Regions from separate parts of the Ovis aries genome. Here region 1 is linked to region 2. Evidence: chromatin contacts called from public Hi-C data. All regions are on one chromosome and are shown on one strand. The core of a region is the stretch at or near the end of the contact, and the rest is flanking DNA. Distances in the headings are between cores, read along the strand shown. Region 1 overlaps ZHX2 (zinc fingers and homeoboxes 2). Region 2 overlaps DERL1 (derlin 1).

Region 1 (5,958 bases), core at 3,275-5,774, 150 kb after region 2:
CTTGACTCTTGTTTTGAACCCTTTATTAAATATCTTAAGTATTATTTGCCTTCAGGGTCAAAACACAGTTTCCAGAGATGTCCACTTCGCACTCATAAATGAATTCTCACTAAAGTCTCTTTCTAAAATTTTTAAATATGTGTGTGAGACAGCATAAATGTACTGACTCACAGCTGGAAAAACTCTCTCTCCCCGACACATTCCAAATTTGTCGAGTCACATGAACTGAGTAAGAGCACTTCGTGTGGCTGCTAGCCCTGAGCAGGCGAGCAGTTACGCCAGCGAAGGCTCGTCTCTCCCTTCCCTGCCCCCTGCTCCGAGCCAGCGTATCCAGGCACTCCACAGATGGCAGTGAATGCCAGACACAGGTTCAGTGACTGCAAGGATTGGAAAGGACCTGGCAACTACCTAAAGCCAAACTCGAATTCTGCAAGACGGTGTAATATTAAAAAAAGGAAAAAAAAATCAAAGAAAAATTTACATATCAGACTGTCAGAAAATCTAACAACTTCGCTTACTGAATCAGGTAGGTCTCTGCTGGGCATGACATCAAGCACTTGACAAGCATGACTCATTTAACCTTCACAGCCAGCCTGTGAGGTGGGGAGGTAATGATGATCCTCGCTCTACACGTGGGGACAGTGAGGCACGAGTGTTAGAAACTTGCCCAGGGTCCCGCTGTGTGTCGGTGGAGCTGATTCTACCCAGTGCAGCTACAGAACACAGGCTCTTACACATCCAACCGTTCATTCTGGAAGGAAAGACTCTTTCTGCTACACAGAAGGAAGGAAACTCCATTTATTCCGCAACTATCCACCCAACACTAGAATCCAAACCCTACATCAGATGTCAAAGAGGGGGCTGCTGATGAGCATGGGCAAAACGGGGCAATTTGGTGACTGTGTCCAGTGAGTTTGTAATTGTGTACGGGAGCTATGATGTTTGCACAAACAATTACAACACTAGTAAGTAAAAAAAATGGGGCTTTCTTGGTGGCTCAGTGGTAGAGTCCACCTGCCAGTGCAGGACACGTCAGTTTGATCCCTGGATCAGGAAGATTCCCCTAGAGGAGGAAATGGCAACCCACTCTAGTATTCTTGCCTGGGAAACGCTATGGACAGTGGAGCCTGGCCAGCTACAGTCCATGGGGTCGCAGAGTCGGACACGACTTAGCGACTAAACAAGAATAACAAAAGTAAAAATGGCACCTGCAGAATTATCAAGTGGGATGCCTGGGGGAGGCTGGGTAAGGTGATGACTCTGGCTGGGGAGATCTGGAAGGCTTCCTGGTGGAGGCGCTATCTGAACTGGATTGAAGGATGTGTAGGATTCAGACAGGAGGTGGCTGGAGGAGGTCCCGCCTGCTTATCCCAGTAAGTACACACAGATGGCTATGCCCCGGGAGTTCTTCCTTTGGTTTAGACTTGGGACCCACCCACCCCAGGAATGGCAGAGCCTCCATGTCTGCAGATGAGGAGCACGGGTAGAGGAGAGGGAGGGTAAGAGGGGCCAGGAAGCAGATCAGGAAGGGGCTGTAGGACACTGGAACACGGGGTGTGGTAGGGGAAGGGAGCATATCCGGCCAAGCTCCAAATGGGCTTCCTCAGAGCAGGCTCCTTGCTCCATGGCCTCAGTGTCTCTCATCCATGTGCTGAGTCGCTTCGGTCGTGTCCAACACTGTGCAACTCTATGGACTGTAGCCTGCCAGGCTCCTCTGTCTGTGGGATTCTCCAGGCAAGAATACTGGAGTGGGTTGCCAGGCCCTCCTCCAGAGGATCCTCCCAACCCAGGGATCGACCTCGTGTTTCATTAAGTCTCCTGCATTGCAGGCGGGTTCTTTACCACTAGGGCTACCTGGGAAGCCCCCACTGCTATCTATAGGGAGGAAGACAAAGGAACTGCCTGAGCGGAACCTTGGAGAGCTCCCAATTTATCCCATCTGTTTGCAGGTGAGAGGACCCAGGGCCAGAGAGGGGCTGGGCTTGTGGAAGTCCATGGATTTGGATCCAAGTTTATGGGGCGACAATGCAGAAGTCCCAGCTGGGCTGCTCTTCCCACATCCACACCCCGACGGGCATGCCACCTCTCAGAAGTCCAGGAAACTCCAGACATGCTGTGGGAGGGGAGACGGAGGACCCCAAACGCGCCTCAGCTGGGTCCACAGGCATCAGGCTCTGACACCCCCGGTGGCCACGTAAAGTTCGGCCCCGGTGCTGACAGTGCAGCTGGGCCGGCTCCCCAGCGGGTCTCCTGGCTTGGCCCTGCCCCCCCAGCACCTGTCCTCAGCAGACCTCTCCTCCACACTCAGGAAGCTTCCAGGAAACCGTGACCAGTTCCCCTCGGCCCTGGTTCCCCCAACAGGCTGTACATCTGGTTGTGACTCACAGCGCTGGATTTCCGCCCGGGGCCCTGCATCTTGAGTGGGGCGCCCAGTCTCCAGAACGAGCAGCCTGCCCACCCGGCCGTGGCAATGGGGGCTGCTGCCTCATCAGCTCACACCGAGCTCATCCATGGGGCGCCTTGGGCTCATCCATGGGGCGCTTGGGCTCCTGGCCTGACACTGCTCTCTAACTGGGCTCAGACCTGAGCAATCTCTGAAGGTCCCTCAGATTCCAGGCTCTTCAACTGAACTCCCCTCTCCCTGCAGGGATGCTCGCTGGCCCCTAACCCCAGCCGCAACGCCAAATCTTCCTCCTCCCCTGTCCTGCTGCCCCCAGCACTCCAGTCAAGGCTCTGCTCCCCTTTGACAGCTGGTTCAGCTCCGCCCTGCTCCAGGGCTGGAGGGCTGGGCCGAGGTCCTGTGTCCCCGCAGGGTGGTGGCCTCCGAGGGTGGGGTCGCGTTCCTTGTGACAGCTGCTTGTGCGGGCACCCAGTGTGCCCACTTTCAGGCCTTCACAACTGCCGCTTCCCCACCCGGAAGACTCTGCCCCAAGTCTTTGGCCTCAGCTTCTTGTCCAATTCACCTCCCCAGTGAGGGCTTTCCTCCCATCCTGCCCTCTGCCTGTTTTATTTCTTCACAGCTCATGTCCCATTTGCCAACAACTGACTTGCTTGCTACCTGATCACACATTTCCTTGTTTACCATCTGGCTCTTTGAGGAAGAATGAGAAGAAGGCATCACTCTGTCCTGCTCGCCACCAGATACCCCACACCCGGCTCAGAGCCCAATACCCGGAGGATGCACTCAGTAACTGTTCCTCCAGTGGGGTCCCCAGTGATGCTGGGCCTGGTGGACAGGCCTGGATCTGACTTCACCCCCACACAAGCCCTGTGTGGTCAGTATCACTGTCCTCCTTTCATAATAAGGTGTGCGAGGCTCAAAGAAGTTGGGTAGAGGGTCTGAGGTCACTCGGCCAGCAAGTGGAGCTAGGTATCAAACTTGAATTTGCCTGATAGGAAAGTCCGTGATTTTGACCAATGGACTCTGCTGTTTGCCTTCGGTGTTTTCCGAATCCCCACAGTGAGGACACAGGAAAGACCTGTGGATTGAATGATCTGCACGCCATGTGATATGGACTGAATGTGCGTCCTCCACACCCTGAATTTATATGCATGCGTGCTGAGTCGCTTCGGTCGTATCCAACTCTTTGTGACCCCATGGACTGTAGCCCACCAGGCTCCTCTGTCCATGGGATTTTCCAGGCAAGGATACTGGAGTGGGCTGCCATTTCCTAGTGCAGGGGATCTTCTTGACCCAGGGATCAAACCCACGTCTCTTACGGCTACTGGATTGGCAGGCCGTTTCTTTACTACTTGGGAAGCCATGTTGGAGCCCTAACCCCAGTGTGACTGTGTTTGGAAATGGGACTTCTAACGGTGGTTAAATGAGGTCATAACAATGGGGGCCTGATCCCATATAATTAGTGTTCTTAGAGACACCAGAGAGCTTGCTCTCTCCGAGTACAAAAACCGAGCAGAGGCCATGTGAGGATGCAGCTAGAAGGTGGCCGCCTACAAGGAAGAGAGTCATCACCAGAAACGGAAAGGAATGGAACCTTGCTCTTGGCCTTCCAGCCTCCAGAAACGGGAAGAAAATAAATTTCTGATGTTTAAGCCACCCATTTTATGGCATTTTGTTACAACAGCTCAAGCAGACGAATACAGCTTTTTTTTTAACGGAAGCCAAATTGCCAGGTCTAGGAAGGTAAGTCCTCCTTGTCTCCTCTCTTCCTCTCTCCCTCCTTCGTTTACGCACCGACATTGGAGTGAAGCACTAGAATCCCCGAGGAGCTCCCAGGAGCCTCAAACTGGCGGCCCATGGTTGGAACACCAGCCGCAGAGCTGTTTTGTTGGGCTGGCACGTATTTTTTAAAAACCACAAGGAAATCAGAAAGCTCTTAGTCTGGTCCTTGCGCAAGCACACTGCTCCTTGCTGTAACTGTCCCTCTCTCTGAGGCCGGGGTTTGGTGCCAGGGACAGCAGGTGAGCTAAGCAGCAAAGACACATGGTTCAGGGTGCCCTGGGGCAGAGTGACACTGGGCAGGGAGAAGGGCGTGGGGGACGGTGAGTCACTGGAGGCTTCAGGGAGCAAGTGGCTTTGGCCTGGTCCCTGGAAGGTGGACAGGAAGTCACCAGTCAGAAGAGGAAGGATGGTGCATTCCAAGGAAGGCAGTGGAGAGGCTAGGTGCAGGGCAAGGGCATGGCCTGAGTAGTGTGGTTGTGCGTGGCTGAGCGTGAAGGTGAAGGGGCTAGGACATGGACTGGAGGGATAAGTGCCTCGGGCTCAGGGGCCCCTGACACCACCCCAAGAAGTTTGAGCACTGTCCTCTATCCAGGAGTCACGACCAGGAGTCCCGGCAGGCTTTAACCAGGAGGGGTCACCAGACAAGCTGAGTTAACACAGGCGGATGCTGGGTTAACCACTTCCTCACTGTGTGATTACATGCATGGGTCGCCCTGGAGCCATGTGGCCTCAGGCCCCTCATCTGTAAAACGGGGGTCACAGTGCTATGCATCTCAAAGGGGTGTTGTGGGGACTGTGTGCATGCTCAGGCACTCAGTCATGTCCAGCCCTTTGCGACCCACTGGACTGTAGCCTGCCAGGTTCCTCTGTCAATGGGATTCCCCAGGCAAGAACACTGGAGTGGGTAGCCGTGCCCTCCTCCAGGGGATCTTCCCAACCCAGGGACTGAACCTGCATCCCCTATGTCTCCTGCATTACAGGCAGATTCTTTACCCACTGTGCCACCTAGGTTAACTGGGGTTAATAAGTGTACTTATTCCCAAGGTTGGTTTGGGGAACTTAATGAGTTAATAAGTATAAAGCACTTGGAATGTCCCTAGCACCTGGTGAGACTCAGGGAGTAAGAGTTACTATTAAAACTGCTTAAGGACACAGGTTATCTCAGTGGTAGAGTTGAGAATGCATCTCTGCACCGCCCCACACTGAAATATTTGATTCTTATCAACACATCACGTTTACTCAAGGCGGAAAACGGACTGACCTGTTTTTGGAATAAAGGGCACATTCATGCAGCCTGAGTGCCCCATTTCCAGAACATTCCAGGCCACCGAAGGCTGACAGTAAAAACTCAATGGAGCAACAGGGCCTCTTGGACATGCTTCTTTCCCTCTCATGTTGTACTGTCTAGGGAGGCAGTAAAAAAAGCTCTCACAATTTGAAAAATTGAACAGGAAGGAGACCCAGATAATTTCGGAGCAATCTGCGTAGGCGTGCTGCGCTTGGCTACTGTCGCCCTGGTGCACCCCCATCGCACGCTTCCATTTCCAAAGGTCTGTCACTACAGTCTTTCGTTTCTGCCTCCTGACAGATGGTGATTCGGAAAGTGGGTTCCGGCAAGAGACTAGTTGGTTCAGATCTTTTTGCTACCCATCTTGAGTTCAGCAGTCCAGGGACATTTATTTATTCTTGCGCCCGACAAAATGAGGAGGGGACCACATCAACGCCAATGGCTGTTGGGAGAGCTGGCAGACACACACAAAACCAGAGCCCTGCGC
Region 2 (6,276 bases), core at 309-2,808:
CGTTTTCCCATCTATAAAATGGGGTAATAATAGTACCTGTTGTGGCAGTTGTGAAGATGAGATGCATTTTTAAACAAGCAGTACCCAGTGTGAGGGAAATGCCTTATGATAAAGTTGAGCTCCTCAGGCTTCCTGCTGTGGGCAAGTCACCCCTCGTGGTTTGTTTTTGGTGCCAAGTGAAAGTGAAGTCACTCAGTTGTGTCCAACTCTTTGCAACCCCATGGATTGTAGCCTACCAGTCTCCTCAGTCCATGGAATTTTCCAGGCAAGAGTACTGGAGTGGGTTGCCATTCCCTTCTCCAGGGGAGCTTCCCCACCCAGGGATTAAACCTGGGTCCCACATTGCAGGCAGACGCTTTGCCATCTGAGCCACCAGGGAAGCCCTTGGTGCCATGAGGGGTTTAAAACGGGACATCAGGTCACAGTCTCTGTGCGTCAAGGCAGAGATCAAGCCATCAGGTCTGATAAGTGGAGCAGGTGAAAATAGATGCTCAGCTGACTAATAATCAAGGAAGGGAAACAGTTGGAAAAACTACTGAGAACATAGAGTCCTGGGTTTACATTTTCTTAGCTGTTCTGTGACTCTGAATTATTAATTTGTAAGTTGGGAAATCAGCTAACCTTTTTGGGCCTCAGCTTTCCCACCATCAATGAGATGGAAAGAATGCAGTTGGAGGACACACAGTGAATGAACTTGAAAACACGCCCAAACTCCAAGACAGAAAGCCGCCTTCTCCACTGTCCCTCGATGGACGCGAAGAATCCAGTTGCATCATGGAGATGCCGTGGTTGCGGATTTGTCCTTGGAACTGAATTTACTTAGGGTCCTTTGAGCAAGCTAGCTACATGTTTATATAAACCAAAATGCTATATAGATGGTTCTGGTTGCTGGGCTTATGGGTGTTAATGTTTTTGTTTCCATACTTAACTGTTCCCACATAAATTGCTTTTGTAATCAGGAAAAAAAAATTAGAGTGTGATGTTAGTGTGAAACCTTAGTTAAAAAAATCATAAATAGCGAGTGCCTTCTGTGGTCAGGGCATGGAGTCCACCAGGACTTTGGATTGTAGCCCACCTCTGTCCATGGGATTTTCCAGGCAAGAATACTGGAGGGGGTTGCCATTTCCTCCTCCAGGGGATCTTCCCAACCCAGGGATCGAATCTGTGGCTCCTGCATTGCAGGTGAATTCCTTACCTGCTGAGCCATCAGACAGAGTTAAATGAGACATTGTCCTCAGCCTCTCCGTGGCCACAGATAAACGTAATTCGATGAGACAGATGCCACGGGAGCCCCGGGCAGGGAGATAAGGATGGACAACTCCGTGGAAATGACTTTGTGGTTTTCTCTCATTTTGTGTCTCGTCCACTGTGCTCCAGGTACCGTTGGCTACCCAGCAGAAGAGGAGGGGTGTCGGGGTTTGGTGTGCCCCCAGCTAGCATGAGGCGAGCAGCCGATCAGAACGGCGGAGGCGGTCGGCACAACTGGGGCCAGGGCTTTCGGCTCGGGGATCAGTGAAGGAGCGGCCTCTGGCCTGCCCACCAGCCTTTCCACTCAGATGACGTTTCCTCCCAGCTCGGGGTGACCTTCACCACTGAGTTCTAGCTGATGCTGTTGGATCTGACCCACACTGAATGTAGTCTTTCAGAACAAGACAACAGTTTTTTAAATCCTGGAAAAAAAAAAAGAGTGTTCCTCGAGTTTCATGATTCTCATTCAAGTCCTTACTGCTAAGAAGAACAAATTATCAACTGTGCAAATTTCAGAACTGGCCGTATTACCATTATTAGTAGTATTATTTTTTGATGTCTTTTTTTCCTTTTCCATCTGAGTGATGGGTTTTGGCAGGTCCGGCTCTGCCGGCAGCAAGCTGGGTGTCTGGCATTGGGTCACCAGACCCCGTCCACGGGGCTCTTACCTCTTCCTCGCACACATGTCTCCTTCCTCCCCCCCGTCACCCCCTATTCCCAGCTAGAGGAGTCTGCCCGGAAAATGGTTCTGCCTCTGACCAGCTCTTTATTTATTGACCTTTGCCACGGCTTGGCCACAGAGACCTGTTGACAACGTTTCACAGTGGCAGAACTGTAACCCTAGGGCAGAAGCCAGAGCAGTGGACGAAGAGCTTCCTTGGCCTTTGGAATTGCCATGACCTGCTGTCAGTTGTCACCGTTTGCCACCTCACCAGCTATTTTGGTTAAAAAAAAAAAAAGCACTGCTGAGTCAGTGAGGACTCCAGATCGGTATTAATGAGGCATGAGAGTCATTGCTTAACTTATCCTAAGTTAAGTGATCAAAACTCTAGTGGAGTTGCACCTTTCATAGAGTCTGGGTTTAACCCAGGGCAGGCAACTGTGTAGGGCGCTGTGTGTACCCAGAGTAGTGAATTTGCATTGTGCTAGAAAATTCCAGCTCATATTGGCCACAGGGAGGCCTCGTGGAAAGGCACCTGGTCATTGATCCTACTTTGTTCTCATTCTGGGTATGTGTTTATTGAGTAGAGTGGAGGGGAGAACTTTAAACTCTATTTAAGTTGTCTTTTTTTCCCGGGGGGGGTGTAAACCAGCCCCCCATCTACACCCCCATGGCCATATGCTTCAGTTAGTTGTGAGGAGGGTGCAGCTCCTTGTATGTAGATCTTATTTCAGGAGGTGTTATAAGCACATCTAAGTGAATCCCATAATTCTGGGTTGTAATGGCTTTAGACTCATCTGTATTTGAAGGGCTTTTTTATTTTGAGTCATGAAGGTACATCAGACCAACTTCAATACCCACAAGTCTTCCCTCCCGCCCCCCTGCCAAGGTGGGCTTTTTCCATCAGAGCTAGGCTTGTCACCAAATAGTTTTTTATTTTGAAGGCTATGATGTTTCCCACAGTTTTCTTGTTTTATATTTTTATTCTGAAAGTGAACTGCTAGGAGCAGTGCTGAGTGGCTGCCATACTCCCAGCCAACTAAAAAGGCTCTGAACATTGGCCCTGTGGTTCTGTACAGGAAGCACTGTGCACTAGTAGGCTGGCTTTTTGCCCCACTCTGAAGCAGTGATGTGTGTTATTCTAGGAAATGGCGATTTGAAAACAGCTCCTCGGTTTTCATGAGGTTTGTTTGCGTGTACCTCTCCATATTTAATTTATATGATAACCCAGGAGACGGGGAGAATATGAACCCCAGCTGTCACGTGTTCTGCTGTTGACCTGTGGCCACAATAAAATTTACTTGTGAAATTTTAAAAGCCCTTCTTCCTATTATGTCGCCCTAGCACCCACCAAGCAGGAGTGGAGACTCGTGTGTGTGTGTGTGTGTGTGTGTGTGTGTGTGTGTGTGTGTCTCTGTGTAAGAAGAATCTCATGGTAAGTGAGCTAGTTTCCTGCACGCCCTCTCAGCAGCTCAAATGCCCAAGAGCAAGAGTCTTTCTGAAGGTTCCAAGTATTGTTTAGAATTCTTCAAGGCCAAGTGTTCACTACATTTTTCCTTTCAAGCAAATTTAAGAAGCTGATAATCTTATGAATTTTTGTCTCAGAATAATTTTTGCTATGCAAGCTATTTGAGATTTGCTTTGGCAAGGCAAGACATGATAGTGGATTCTCTCTGTGAAAGGGAAAAGAAATCCTGATTTTGTATAGAGATTCTTTTTTTGTAACTAATCTTTTTATTGGTAAAAACTATAAATTAAAACATACAACTTGATGGTCGTGTCTTAAGTTTCTGTATCGCTGCTCTGCTGTCTCTTTAGATGGGATGTTGTTTATGTAGCCAGTCATCTCTCGGTGTCCAGTGTGTGTTGCTGTGATAGCCACACAGCAAACGTTTTGGTAGCTGTTTTCGTTCACATGCTGGAAAATACCTGTAGGATTCATTCTTGGAAGCAGGGTTTATAGGTTTTCATTATAATGAAGCAGGATGGGGCTTCCCTGGTGGCTCATGGTAAAGAGTCTGCCTGCCAGTGTAGAAGACGGGTTCCATCCCTGATCAGGGAAGATCCCACATGCCACAGAGCAGCTAAACCCATCCACCACGATTGCTGAGCCTGTGCTCTGTAGTGCTGCATAGAGCCCAGGAACCACAACTATGGAACCTACGTGCTGCAGCTACGGAAAGCTGCGTGTTCTAGAGCCTGTACTCCACAGTAAGCGCAGCCACCATGATGAGGTGCCGTGCACTGCAACAAAGAGTAGTCCCTGCTTGCCACAACTAGCAAAAAGCCTGCACAGCAACGAAGACCTGGCAGAGCCATAAATAAAACTTTACATGAAAAATAACGAAGCAGCATGCTTCAGAACATCGGATCAGGGGTTATATCTGATTGCAGTATGCTTTATGGCATTTCTGTCACCTCCACCCATGTGTCTGGGTCTTGGAACTAGACAGAATTCACTTAATTCTCTTAATGTGAAACAACCCACGGGCTGTTCTGGAACCATCCAAGTCTAGCCCAGGTCTTATGCGGGCCCTCTTCCTTTGTCACAAGTTGGGTGATGGGAAGGAGCAGGGCTATGCATCCCCATCTTCTGGTACTGGAGAAAGGCTGAAAAAATAGGAACTGCTTTGCTTGTCTTGGAGGACAGCACGTTGCCAGTATCACCATGTGCTAAGCTAGTTGGTCCCTCAGTCAAGTCCCGACTTTCTGCTTCCCCATGAACTATAGCCCACCAGGCTACAGTCAGTCCTTGGAATTCTCCAGGCTTGAGTGGGTTGCCATTTCCTTCTCCAGGGGATCTTCCTGACCCAAGGATCAAACCTGGATCTCCCGCATTGCATGCAGATTCTTCACCGTCTGAGCCACCAGGGAAGCCTGGTGTGCTGAGCTACCTTTGGAGTAACACTAATGTAATAGGTGAGGCTGCAGCTGCTAACAGTGGGATCTGCAGTCTGCTGTTTCTGAGATCCTGGCCCCTTTGAAAATTTCAACATTAACTTCACAACAAAGCCTAACCTTTGGAAAAATTTACTCCTCTCTGTACTGTTAGTGTCTTGAAAGTCTGGGCTGAGAACATAATCTTCCTGGCCGTTTGTCTGCTTTCCATAATGGCTCTGGTGATTCTGATTGGAACTGGAGGGAATGTCACATCATATAATTCCTTCCATGTATAGTTTACACTCAGTATGCTTTCACACATTCCTCTTATGTTCCTTAGGGTCGGAGAAGGCAGTGGCACCCCACTCCAGTACTCTTACCTGGAAAAATCCCATGGATTGAGGAGCCTGGTAGGCTGCAGTCCATGGGTTGCAAAGAGTCGGACACAACTGAGCGACTTCACTTTCACTTTTCACTTTCATGCATTGGAGAAGGAAATGGCAACCCACTCCAGAGTTCTTGCCTGGAGAATCCCAGGGATAGGGGAGCCTGGTAGGCTGCCATCTATGGGGTCGCACAGAGTTGGACACGACTGAAGCAACTTAGCAGCAGCAGCAGTTCCTTAGGGTAGAATCCCATTTTCTGCAGCACACCTGACCATTCATGTGACAGGCACTTCACAAATGATTTCATCCTCCAGTCTTTGTTTTCCAGTCCGGCTATATGTGAAAATCACTGGGGGCTTTTGAAAAAGCTGGACTTCTTGCTTCATTCTCATTCTGCATCTTTTTTCAATTTCCTAATGGGGCTCCTTGGTATCTTCAGTGGTAAAGAATTGCCTGCTAATGCAGGAGACGTGGGTTTGATCCCTGGTCTGGGATGGAGCAGCTAAGCCCGTGTGCCACAGCTGTTAAGCCTGTGCTCCAGAGCCCAAGAGCAACAACTCTTGAGTCCACGTGCTGCAGGTACTGAAGCCCGTTGCTCCTTGAAGGCTGTGCTCTGCAACAAGAGAAGCCATTGCAATGAGAAGCCCACACACCACGATGGAGAACCTGCAGAGCCAAAAATAAAATTACAAATATAGAAATTTCCCAGTGATTCTGATATGCAGCTGGGTTTGGGAATCAATGTTTAAACCCACTTGTGAAGTAGGTAGTATTATCCCCATTTCCCAAGTAAGGAAATTTGAGAGAGATTAAGTCACTTAAGAGAGATTAAGTCATTTAAGAGCAAGCAGCTAGAAGGTACCAAAGATTAGATATGAACTCAACTCTGACTTAAGACCTCAGAGGCTGCTTTGCAGTTGAGGAAGCCAAAGTTTAGAATCTGGTATTAAGTGGCAAAAAAGATTCTTTTCTTGCCAGGTGGAAGGCAAACCAACACAGTAGGAAATATTAATTGAAGGTATAAATTCTTATCATCCTTGGGTGGAATTGCCTTATCGCCTGGAAAGAAAAAATTATATTAAAAAATTAATATAGTGTAAT

What was found. A called contact is a pair of places that touch in the nucleus more often than the background predicts.
Region 1: a contact with region 2 is called in a Hi-C map of muscle, with 3 times the contacts expected there. The contact joins two enhancer-like sites. A contact is called at or near these places in 4 of 16 Hi-C or Micro-C datasets (hypothalamus, muscle and tail adipose tissue).

The regions. Positions count from the first base shown.
Region 1 is chr9:29,909,112-29,915,069 of ARS-UI_Ramb_v3.0, forward strand. ZHX2 (zinc fingers and homeoboxes 2) reads right to left here. Exons shown (of 6, transcript XM_060393695.1): 2 at 5,445-5,587. Among named protein-coding and RNA genes, the nearest start is that of ZHX2, 72 kb to the right of the region's middle. Within about 2 kb of position 4,525, at least 8 of the 54 cell types and tissues checked have an H3K27ac peak or open chromatin away from gene starts, as enhancers often do. A contact at or near this core is called in muscle, where this site is marked.
Region 2 is chr9:29,765,568-29,771,843 of ARS-UI_Ramb_v3.0, forward strand. It overlaps DERL1 (derlin 1), which reads left to right. Exons shown (of 8, transcript XM_004011662.5): 8 at 1,378-3,681. The coding sequence ends at 1,516. Among named protein-coding and RNA genes, the nearest start is that of TBC1D31, 25 kb to the left of the region's middle. Within about 2 kb of position 1,559, at least 5 of the 54 cell types and tissues checked have an H3K27ac peak or open chromatin away from gene starts, as enhancers often do. A contact at or near this core is called in muscle, where this site is marked.